Linked DNA regions of Mus musculus: region 1 is linked to region 2. A link is a contact called in public HiChIP or PLAC-seq data. All regions are on one chromosome and are shown on one strand. Each heading gives the region's core, a stretch centred on a gene start, on an enhancer-like site or on the middle of the called end of the contact. The rest is flanking DNA. Distances are from core to core; before and after follow the strand shown.

The links. HiChIP or PLAC-seq counts read pairs in DNA pulled down with a chosen protein or histone mark.
Region 1: an H3K4me3 HiChIP or PLAC-seq map of forebrain shows a contact between it and region 2, with 4 times the contacts expected there. The contact joins the promoter of Kcnk9 here to the promoter of Col22a1 in region 2. A contact is called at or near these places in 1 of 39 promoter capture datasets (stem cell-derived epiblast-like cells) and 2 of 115 datasets of contacts at active chromatin or transcription factors (embryonic forebrain and forebrain).

Annotation. Positions count from the first base shown.
Region 1 is chr15:72,544,161-72,550,017 of GRCm38.p6, forward strand. Kcnk9 (potassium channel, subfamily K, member 9) reads right to left here and starts at 3,539. Exons shown (of 2, transcript NM_001033876.2): 1 at 1,837-3,539. The coding sequence starts at 2,119.
Region 2 is chr15:72,029,903-72,036,304 of GRCm38.p6, forward strand. Col22a1 (collagen, type XXII, alpha 1) reads right to left here and starts at 4,325. Exons shown (of 64, transcript NM_027174.1): 1 at 3,931-4,325.

The sequences.
Region 1 (5,857 bases), core at 2,289-4,788, 510 kb after region 2:
CATTTTCTTTGGAGTTTCAAACATTGGACGCTTATGTCCAGAACTGCCAGTCATATCAATGGTTAGTGCAAGCTACCTCAAGCTCAATTACTGTTTTGTTCTATTTGGTTTTTTAAGAAATGTGGCAACATGACAACGCTTGTTTTTAACAAACCCAGCCCTCTCACAGTGTCGCCCACCTCTATGGAGTAGTCAACAGTTTTCTATGCTGATTTTGCCACAGGGAACTAGCCTGAAAACCAAAGTCTCTGTTCCAGACCTAGATCACAAAAGGCACGTTAAGGGCACCATGAGATTTCTCACCCCTCTCTCTCTGTCACAGGCAATATTCTCGCCTTCCAGAAAATATACCTGTCCCCAGAACACATCCATATATCACCACCACAGTTCAAAGACAGAAATGATGCAGTGACCAGTGGCCTCTCTTCCAACCTGGAAATGCCACAGGGTGGGGGTGGGGGCTTTGGGGCCAGCAGGGCCAGCATGTCCTTTATGTTATATGAGTAACATAAAGGGGATGCCTTTTCCCCCAGACATGAAAACTTACACTGATTTAGTGCATATTTAAATAAAGCAACCCTCAAAAAGTCTTTCAAACAAGAAGGAAAGACAGGTTGTCCCAGGCTGGTGCTTCCTGTTGCATATGGCTGGCACCCTCAAATCCTCTGTACCCACCCCCTACCCCAACAGCACAGAGCTTTTCAGATTTAAAAAAAATTGTTTTAATTAAAAATGCATGGGAAAATTCGAGGGGAGATCCAGAAAAGGAAATAAGTGAAGAGGGTTTTTTATCAGGACACAGGGGCACACATTTGAGTCCACATTCTGATTCTCACAGATCCAAAGAGATGGACCAAGGTATTGTGCCAAGACAGGGCAAATGACCAGCCAGAGACACCATTCTGCCTCCTGCCAGAAGGGTATTTACCACACCCCCTGGGATAAAGTCTGGCCTTCCCATTCCCACAGGTTTCCATGTGCAAATCCAGGGGTGTCTCCCAACCACCAGCTTCAGTGGGAATGCAGTCATAGGGATCCATCCACCAGAGATTGATCTCTGAACCGTAACCTGTGTGAATCAGGGAAGCTACATACAGGCAGTCTCATCTTGTACTAGATGGACTCTTTCCCAGAAAGGGTTAAACTCCCCCAGTTTTCAAACAACACCCAGACTCCTCTGGTCCGCAGTCCCAGTCCACAAGGGCAAACAAGCACTGCCACATCCAACCCACCAGGACCGCATTGCAGGTCACCTGCTGCCACCCCCACCCCAACCATAGAAGAGAAAACTCTTCTCTCAGGACCTAACACTCTCAGCAACCCAAAAGAAGGATATTGGGTGCTGAAATCTCAAAAGGTCCCCAGGTGAGGAAGGACCAGTACCACCCCCTCCTACATACAGCTCTATAAACAACCTCCTGTCACCTTAATGTCCCACCAGCTTTGTCCCAAATTCCCCAAGAGATAGTAAGTTTAAGGCTTGGAACCCACTCAGGGAAGCGCAGCCAACACTGGGGCGTTAGGTGGGTGGGTGTTCGGCTGTGGGATTATTCTTAGCGCTCCACTCTTCGCAAAAGTGGCGCCTCCACCCTCAAGACAACAGCACTGACTCTGAGAGTTCCCAAGCCTGGCCCAAACACCAGAGCAGTCTGGGGCACCAGATAGGGTCCCCTGGAAGAGTGAGGTCATGCCCCTGAGGGATGAGACACTGAAACAGGGTCTGTCTTAAACCTGGGAAGCCCCCACCCCCACCTCAGCATTGCTTCGTGTGCGCTACATCTCCTAGACCCCTCCCGTGTCTCCCTCGAGCCCGGTGGCGGCACACCCATTCCTTACCGATAGTTGTGATGACAGTGATGGCGAAGTAGAAGGAACCGGCGAATTTCCACTGGACACCAGCGCGGTGGGGCTCAGACTGCAGGATTACCAGCTCCAGCTGCTGGTAGTCATCGGAGCTGATGTTGTACTTGCCTCTGAGACGGACTTCTTCGGCTTTAAGTTTCTCCTCCTCGCGCATCTCATGGTCCGACTCGAGGGCGTCGAACACCGCGGCACCGACCAGCAGGTAGGTGAAGGTACAGGCGATCAAGGACAGGGTACGCACGTTCTGCCGCTTCATGGCCGCGAAGAAGGAGATGCTAAAGGGAAGTTGGACCAGACCACGAGAATCCCAATGCAGCGCGGCGCTGACCAAGCCTCCTCTACGATGGAGTCGAAGTTGCAAGCGGTGGTAGCAGCAGATGCCACAGCTGATGTTGGAAATTTCGGTCTCCTCTTGGGCATCATCACTTTCACGAACTTCACCACCACCTGAAGGCTGAGGGGTCTCCCCGGGTGCCGCGGGCTCCTGGGACTCAACGACCTCACCGGGCTCCCCGGACTCTGCGGATTCTGCGGGACCAGCGGACGCCCCGGGCTCGGCAGGCTCGGCTTCCTCTGCGGGCGCAGCGGGTTCCGCGGGCGCAGCGGGTTCCGCGGGCGCAGCGGGTTCCGCCGGCTCAGCGGGTTCCGCGGGCTCAGCGGGTTCCGCGGGCTCAGCGGGTTCCGCGGGCGCAGCGGGTTCCGCGGGCGCAGCGGGTTCCGTGGGCGCAGCGGGTTCCGCCGGCGCAGCGGGTTCCGCGGGCACAGCGGGCTCTTCGGGAGCACCCAGTGCAACGGATTCCGCGTACACAGGGGGGTCCGCGGGCGTGGTGATCACCACCGGGGCGCGCGAAATGGTGGACATGTTGATGACATTGCTTTGGCGCGGAGGCCAGCGATCCTGAACCCGGGACACCCTATGCCAGGCCTGGGTCAAGCGGTTTGCCCCAGTGCGGATGGTTGTGCGGATGGATGGCCCAAGCTCGTTCCGCGCGGGCTGTCTGGTCCTGGGCACCTCGCCCCTCGAGCCTGCGGGCTCGGTTGGGGCAGGATCGGTAGCCGGGACAGAGGGAGACCCGGGGAGGGGTTCCCCATCCCTGATGCGTTCCCCGGCTAGCGGGGCCCAGCTAATCGCCTCCAGTGTGGCGGTTGCCCCGCGGGGACCTGCTTCTCCCTCTAGCTTTCTTCACCCCCTTTGGGTTGGGGGAAATAGAAAGTTTGCTAAGTGAAGGAGTCTCTAGAATCCCTGCAAGCAGGGATAAAGTCTATCTAGCAGGGGCAACGGGCGAGGAAACCCGATGCCCCAAGATCCGAAAGCCCCGTGCCCACCTGGGCGCGCGGGGCACGCGGGGTGCCCGCCGCGCGACAGCCGATCTGCGAAGTTTGTTCTGCTCAGCCTCTGAAGCTCAGGAACACGACGAAGCCCAAGACAGGAGCCGCGACGGAGCTACCTCGGGGACGAAGAGGGAACTGCGCGGCAGCGGCCGGCCAGCCAGCTCCTCGCCGGGTGGCGGGCGAGGTGGCGGCGGCGGCGGGAGGGGTCCCGCAGCCCTGGAGGAACTGAAGGGTAGGGATGGGGACAGGCAAAGGCGCATCAGCTGCCCGAGGATCCTAAGACTCTGGCGTCCAGGAGTCCAGAGAGGCAGCCGCCGCTCTGGTCTGCCTGAGGCGCTGTGCGTGCGCGCCGGAGGGAGCCCGAGTGTATGTATTCGCGGGTGTGCGTGCGCGCGTGTTTGCGTTTGACGGCCCCGCTCCGGCGGGAGGGAGGGGGGCAGGCTACTCCGAGGACCGGCTTCCCTCCCTCCTCTCTTTTCTCCCTCCCTCCCTCCCTCCTGCAGCCTCTGGGTCGCGCCACCTCCCGCCTGGTCCCCAGCCAGCTGGTGAGGCGGCAGTGGCAGCTCCTGCAGCAGACCTGGTACTGCGCAGGGTGCACATGAAGGAGCCCAGGAGTGATGGCCAGAGAGAGAGAAAAGGAAAGGGGTTGAACTAGGTGCTGCTAGGGTTCGGGGATGGGAGGCCAGCTGCTAGAGGGTTTGAGATGGGGATGAAGTGGCTTCCTTCTGAAAAAGTACTGCTCCCCTAAGAGCGCACCCAACCTTGGCAAAGTGAAGAGAGAGTTTGAGGGCCCTGCAGCTGGGGATGAAAAACGAATTTGACCAGTGGAGACAGATTAACCTTTTATGGGGGAAAACAACAACAACAACAAAAACCGGGAGAGTTGGAAATAGAAAAGGAAGGGGCTATGAGCCCTGGAGAGTGCAACAGCAGTGGCCACACGCTCCCCCTTGTAACACACACACACACACACACACACACACACACACACACACGTCCAGCTGCAGCAGCCACCTGGCTCAGCAGCGCCCTACTGGATACTGCCTTCTAGATTGTTGGGGTTTTGACAGCCACCTTAGTTCGGATAGTGGCTGTGTCCCGGGTGGTCTTGCACCTGCTACCCCCCTTCCCCGCTACTTTTCCCTAGAGATCTCGCAGACCACCACTTTTAAGAGTTACACCTCAAGAAAGGATGGACAGGAATTCTCATTTCCCCTCTCCAGCAGTAGCCTCCCCGCCCCCACCCCCCATCCCCACTTCCCCCAGTGCGCGCGCTTCTTCACTGTTCATTTCTTGATTCCTCTGCTGAGGAGCAGAGTGCAGGAACTTCCCCCCCCCCCGCGCGCGCTCCCCCGGCGAGGCACCCTCCAGGTTAAGGCTTGGAAATAGAACAGGAGGATCTGGCCAGGGAGCTACTAGCCTTTGAGTTTAAGGAAGAAGCCAGGATTCCTGTTTAGGTCTTCTGGGTTCCCCACCCACCCATCCTCTTTAGGTTGCCCAGAGGTTTTCTTGCTCACAAAGCTCCCCTAGAGCAGTGCTGCTGCGGACTGGGACAGACAGAATCACGCTTTTGAGACCCCGGGCTTTGGTTTCCTCGACCAGGCTATCTTCTCTGTCCCTAGCCATGGACGCTGATGAAGAGATCTGGTGACCACCAAGCAACAGCTAAAAGGCGGGAGCTAGAAGCTGTCCATGGAGATAGGAGCAGCCTGTGAATCGTCCCCAGCTGTTGAAAGAGTTCGGAGACTTAGAAACCCTGTGTTCTTCAGCTTCCTAGACCATGCCCCAGCCTCTGTCTACCCAGACGCATAGCCCGATGGACTAGGGGCTTCATGTATGCTCCCAGGTAAAATTTAAAGGATCATGAGTGCACCACAGGGCAGGGGCATCGGGCGCTGTGAGCTATTCCTGAACAGTCAAGTCTCCGTGTGGTCTTCCTGGTACCCGGATGGGGAGCTCCACCTGATCAGGTGCGCTCCCCAAAATTCATTTTGGAAGCCAAGGCCCCCGTGCTTTGCAAGGGAGCCTGGCTGCGGAGTGAGTCACCACAAGCGAGCAACAAAGATTCCCAGCAGCTGGTAATTAATTGAGTCGTGGCTCAGCCTACGACGGAACCCCAGTCAGGCCTCCCGCTGCTCTGGCAGCGGTGGCACCCTGAGTCATGGCCTGACCGTCGGGCCAGCAAGAGGTCCGATAGGGCTTGTGCGTCTCGGCGCCACCAGGGGGCGCTAGACTCCGACCCACAGATCTGCCCACGTTTGAGCCAACCAGACTGCAGCGAGGTCCAAGCTGTCCCCAAAGACAAGTGCAGGAGCTGTGGGGGATGGGCTGAGCTCTGATGACTGGAGTCCAGGCTTTGCTCAGAGAAGCTCCAGTTCCACACAGCGTTTTGGAAAGACGGAAAGGCACTTCAGTTTGTTTTATAGGTGAAGGAAAGGCCTCCTGTCCAAGACCACAGAATTACTCCCATCTAGAACCCATTGTCCCCGGGCTTCTTTCCAGAGTTTCCTCCAGGATTCCAGTTTCTTGTCCACATCGCACAACCCAGTTTTTGAATGTCTTTTGACTCCTTGGAGAGGAGCCTGGGTCCTGACTATTCGGCCTGCATCCCTAGTCCCCATTCTCTTGGGAAAGATGCTCAGTTCCCACTCCAGGATGATGC
Region 2 (6,402 bases), core at 3,075-5,574:
AACCTAACCGGAGGTCCAAGATCCCACCACAGGCTGCTTTAAGGAGGTAGCGGCACCTCCCATGCTGCACCGGTGCAAGGCCCTGTGAACAAAATGGCGGACCCAAGACTCAGCCAGGGCCCAGCCAGGGCCCCACAGTGGACACTCAGAGAGCTCAGTACAAAGCCCCTACAGCCAGAGGTATGTGTCCTCAGAACCATCTGGGGTTAGCGGCCACTCTGTTGGTGATGTTTGTGTTTCTGTTTTTACTTTATTTCCCTTGGCTGTATTTCCCTGTGGTGGGGGCATGTAACAGGAGAGCTGTTCTCCTGCCAGACTGGTGACTGTGAACACAGTATTGTCAGATCCAGGCACAGCGCTGCGCAGCACAGCAGCCAAGCTCCAACATTGTAACCGATCCTTGCTGGCCTAACTGAAGCTTTAGACCATGTTTCAAATAAAATCTCATCGGATTTGGTGCTGTGGTGTGTTTGCTTTTTCTTGGCTTTCTGGCACTGGCGGAAGACTACAGCCCTGCAATTTAGCTCCTGGGCAGACCAAGCCAGCTACAATTGCCCAGCATCTACTAGTATACTGTCTCAGAAACAACTTCTCTCAAGAGATGGTTCCAGCCAAAAGTTTGAAAAGATATTCTCTCCTGTGTACCCAAACATAGCCAGGGGGTGATAAAAGTTGTGATGCCAGGCACTAGGAGCAGACAAGTGACTGCAGGTGCATGTGGATGAGGGGAAGGCATTGGGGACCTGGTGCAGTTTGTCACAGGCCTCTGAATGGCTTCTGGCAGTATGTCTTCAGGGCCACAACAGGCAGGCACTGTTGCACCCACTCACACATTCACTGGGTATCTGCCAAACGACAAGCTTCCTTTGTGCATGCTGATGGCACTCTAAGTGTTAACTTGTCCTGAATCCTTAGTCCCAATGTGTCCCAAGAACCAGTACTCTGCCCATAACCTACGACCCAGAAATCCTATTCCTTGGGAACCATCTGAGGTACATTCTTGCCCGTATCTCTGCACCAAAGGATGCTCAAGACAACAGCGAAATGTCAGTAAGGCCAGGGAGGCTCCTCCGTCTGCAGGGTGCTTACAGGCCACCTGAAATATCAGGATCAAAGAACAAGTGACTGATTTCACTGACTTATAAAGCTGGGAGGTGGTCATACCAGAAAATGCATGCATTCAGGTATCAATTATATTGTCATCCATATCCCCATTAACTCATTAAGCCTTGTGCTGGCCCCAGATGTGTACAAAGGAAGATACTTCAGCCTGGCCACTTTGCCTTACATGCTAATAATTCTGCCCCCAATACACATACATATGCATGTGTACACATCTGTTGTATTCTCTCTCTCTCTCTCTTTCTCTCTCTCTCTCTCTCTCTCTCTCTCTCTCTCTCTCTCTCTCTCTCCCTCCCTCCCTCCCTCCCTCCCTCCCTCCCTCTGTCCCTCCTTCCCTCTCTACACACAAACACACACACACACAGTCTCTCTGTCCTAGTACCTCATGCTTGGTCTTTTACAGGCCAAGCAAGCCAATCCGAACCACTCTCTGGATCTCCTCTTTCTCACCTGTAAAGTGGACAAAAGCCACTGCCATCAACTCCCCAGGCTTTGTAAGTATTTTTGTCAAGCAGCTTGGCACACCTTCAATTTTTGGATAGAGACTGGTTAAACAATCCTCAGGCACCTTTCCTACTCTAAAATATCACACAGGCCTTTCTTGCCTTCTGGTTCTGTTAGAGAGCAGCAAATAATGATGCGTTGAGACATTTGCCCAGCATAAGGAGAAGAGCTCCTTTGCCATGAAACTGGCCTTTTCCTCCCCTCTCGATTTGCTCTGCTATTGTAATATCTCTCTAGTATTTGTTGATGAACTTATAAGTAGAGGAACACAGGCCATTCACAGTTAATGCCACAACAATCACACCAGTGTTAGCTTCCCTCAAAACCATCAGCAACAGGAACACTGAAGTAAGGAAGGAGGAGATTCAGGACTGGAAGGGTACGCTTTCAGATGGCTGGATATCAAGCTAGCAAGAGGCCTTAAAAGCTCATCTTACCCTTGCACTCAGATTTAAAGTTGCCTTTCAAATGCCCCCAGGAAATAACTGTCCAGCCTTCATCTGAATGCCCCATGGTGAGGGACTCACTACCTAGTGGAGAATTAACTGGATGATTTTTCTAACTGATCTGGAAATCCAGAGTTCAAGGAAACTGTCCCACTAGTCCTAATTCAACCCATCAGAAACAAAATTGCAGGTCAGTGTCTATTTCCCAGGATACCCCAGGGCACAGAGGTCACCCGCCTTTCCCCCTCCACACCAAAAGACTTTTCTAAGTGTTATTAATCTTTCATTCAAATAAGGTTTCTGTCCCAAAGACATTTCTTGGGTGCATGGACACTTATATGTGACCCTCTTACAGTTGACTCAAACATAGAAAGAGTTGAGTTGGTCATCAGGCTAAGGCAGACACACTTCAGGATCATCCCAAGGTCACAGATGACCAGGGAACCTATGCATACCTGAAGTGGTCATCACTTCTCTGACAGCCATCGAAGACCTTGCAGGGATTCAAGGAGAATGAAATGTAAACATCTGACATGAGGGAGTAATAAAAATGGCCGTGGAAGAGTTGAAGTCTCTGTGGGGGAAGTTGGCTAGTATGCCACTCACTGCCATTATGGAGGTGCAAGAACATAGGAGAATGTGTTGAAACTTTGAACACATCCCAGTAAAACAAGATACAAATTCGTTTCTGCTGCAAACATTTCTAAAGGCCCATGACCAGAATCCTGCTGGAGCCCTGGAAAAAAGGCCTTGCCCCATTCACCCTCCTCTCTGATAGCATAAGGGTGATGACCCTCTGTGGTGTCTCAGGACCAGTGTTGAGGAAAAGCTCCAGGAGATAGAAACAAGCTAAGATATCAAATGCCTGGCCACTTCCCTTGTTAAGGAATCAATCACTCCTAGTACCTTCTCTTGGCACGTTAAGAAATGGAAGCCCTCTGGGTACAACCCTTAGCTGAGGGCATCCACCATAAGGAAACTGTATAAAAGAAAGAGTATAAGTCAGAGCTGAGCCCACACATAGCTGATCACTAACCTCCAAGTAGCTTCTGTCTCTAACAGATCAGAACCCTGCAGAAGAACTTCCTAGGGTAAGGTGGACTAATCCAAAAGGGATCTTTGGTTTTCTAGCCTTTCCCCAGACGCATGTCAGTAAGAGGAGCCAGAATGACCCATGTAGACAAAGAAGTGCCAACACAGAGCAAAGTGTCTGAAGGATGGTGATAGTGATGTCTGGGGACATCCCACATGCCAGAGAAGCACGTCTGCCTGTTACCGCCGAGTCTGTCTACACACAAACCAATCCAAGTTAAACTTCATTGAAGGAGACATGAAACCCTGGTCTGCTATAGAGCATGATATTCAGAAGCAAACAGACTAAGGTACCTCTCTGGTCTCAGGGATGGACAACAGCATGCTCAAATAGGAACAACAAAAAAAAAAAAAACCTAAATTCAGAGCAAGAAGGCAAAGCCCCTTGCCCATCAATACCAAATCAAAAAGAGGCTCTTCTTCCTACCTCCATTCCCCCATGGTCCTTTTCACCCCACCAGAGGCTGGCACATCCCAAACAGCTCTAAAAACCAACTCCAGTGGGCTCTGATGATGGCTACTGTGTCACAGTGCTCTCTGCCTTCTTGGACAGCTCCTAAGAAGCAATCAGGTACATACTAGAGATTTCATTTCCCCTGAGGCTAAAGAAAAGTTTGTTTTCCTTCATATCAGAGGCTCCCCAAAGGTCTTCAACAGGAAGCTGGCCAGGGATGCCAGGAGCACTATAGCTAGCTCTCATGCTCCCTCGTTCCTCACTGGAACCTCTGACCCTCCAACACAGGCAGCTGAGAAAACTGGGCCTTACCTGCTAGGATGATGTTCAAGGGATCCAGCCTGGGCTTGTGTCCTGGGATCAGAACTACTGGAAGCAGGGTTCAGGGAAGATCCCAGTCTCAGGCAGTCCCCTTCTGGGATTCCCCTGTAGCATACAGACACCCTGCCTGCCACTGAAAGAAGTCCTAAAATGTGGGAGTCTTCCCCTAGACCATGGGTCCAGAAACAGAGCTAGCTTTCAAGGCAGCAGTTGGAGGGAAAAGCTGAAAGTTACAGAGAAGAATGGCAAGTGTGTGAGAGAGGGCAAAGCAGAAAAGGGCCAAGCGGGTCCTCAGGGAGAAGCCACAGCCCTCTCCAGCCTGTGCTGTCCAGGAACAAAGCTGCCCTAGGCCTCCCCAGGGGCTCACTGGCCGGTCTCTGGGTTTCCCCGGCTAAGAGCTCCCGGCACAGGGGAGGAGCCGGGAGTGGGCGGGGTCGTGAACACGGGCTGGGGCGGGGCTAGAGGGGGAGGGCTCAGCCTTAGTCCCTTTGGGTGTCTAGAGGGCGGGGCCTAGGCTGATGGAGATCCGTGACCCTAGAGGATACACTCTGAAGGAGGTCAGGGCCACGACAGAGAAGGGGAGGAGGCAGGCGGCTGTGCAAATAAAGGTTTTGATGTGCTAGAGTCAGAGAGGCCTTGAGAAGCCCAGGAAAGCTTGAACAACTATCCAGTTAAGGACTTCACACTAGATATTTTGGTCCCTTTACAGAGAGCTCTGAAATAACCCACCGAGTTTAGAGGCAGCTGTTTGGGACCAGTTTGGAAAGTTTGTAGCACAGGGTTGGGGGAGGGGGCGTGTGTGCACAGTGCCCCTTGTCCAGTCCTCACACTTCTTGCTGAAACAGAAACATAAATACACTTAGCAGTGCCAGGGACTCTTTGCACGGGTAGCCAGCCCTCTTTAGGAAACTCTCACTGGAGCCTTGGGATAACCAAGGGCTATGACTCTGTTGTCCATCTCGGAGGAGAGAAAGAGCTTTGATCATCCACCAGTCCAGTGTCTCCATCAAGGCAGGGAGGGAGTCCAGGTAGGATTGCTGAGGTCACCAAGGGAAGAGCAGGAGCAGGTGCTGGCCCCGGATGAATGCCCTTCGACTTTTTCTTTCTGAGCACTGTTCCTAAAAATGGGCCAGGCAGGGTATTTTGAAATGGGCAAGATGAGAACATTGCTTAATTGGCAAAGTCCCTCCCACCCTACACTCAATCAGTCTCCTAAGCTGCAGACTGTCTTTATTTGGCTGCCTGTGTAGCAACATTTATAAACAGACACAACCAGGCTCCTCTGTGACCAAGGGACTCACAACAGCGCTCCACACCCTTTCCTTTTTCTGCTGTATGTTTCATCTACCCCTGTGGCAGTGTTAGGTGCTGGCTAAGTGGACCAGAGTCTGGGACAGAGTTGACAAGGTGACTAACTCTGTAGGCTTACTCACAACCTGGGGGATGGGGGAGGGGGGGGATGAGAATGACATAAGCCACTGTGTCTCCCATCCAGGTGGAAAGGGACAATGATAACCAGGTCAGAGATGTGTTGGGGCTTGTCCTGCTTTAGATATGGTAGTGAAGGGTAGACAAACTAGGAAAGTCTGTTGGGCAGCTGGGACAGCCAGCGCAAAAGTCCACCGAAAACGGACTTGGCAGCCATAATGGGGTTTCCCAAATGGCTTTTCCAGTCTGGTATCTCTCTTGATAAACCTGTCCGAGTGGTGAGGACAGAACCCACCCTCATTATGAATCCCTGCACTGCAGATTTCCCATGGCCCAGCAATATCCCGTTTCCCATTTCTCACTGTTTCTGCATAGCACTCCTGAGATCAGCTGGTGGGCGGGACTCCCAGCCTCCCAGCCCATACTGTTATCCGGGTAGTGCTCCCTCCCCTGATTTGCAATTTCATTTTTATTTTACTTAACACACATTCATTGTACAGTTTTGAAGGATACGGTGTGAGGTTCCTCCAACATTTATACTCTGCTATTCCTCCCAAGATACCAGACGAACATCTCCATCAGTAGAAGAACCCTGCAAGCCTGTGTAGATGCTAGGGTTCCAGTGCCCCCAGTGGGAGAACCCTGCAAGCTCCTGCAGATGTTAGGGATCCAGAAGAGAGGCAGGACTGCCACTCACATCAGCCCTGCTACAGTGGTCTGAGGCCAACTGTCTGCGTGGAAATAGTTCATGGCTTTGATAGGAGCAGCTCTACCACAGGGCACAGACACAGAGGCAACTGCTCTTTTTTTCTCACTGCTTCGATGTGAGGCCATCAAGCCAGACAGAGGCAGTGGGTAGTGAGCAGGTCGCTTCCAAAAGTACCTAATCTCACTTTCTTCTCTTGCTTTAAACCACTTCTCTGCCAGGATGATAAAACCCACAAACATCTGAGATGTGCTAAACGGGAATAGAAAAAATCTGTATACGGGTCACCATGCCCACAGATACAAGGATATGCACTTAACACAGAGTAA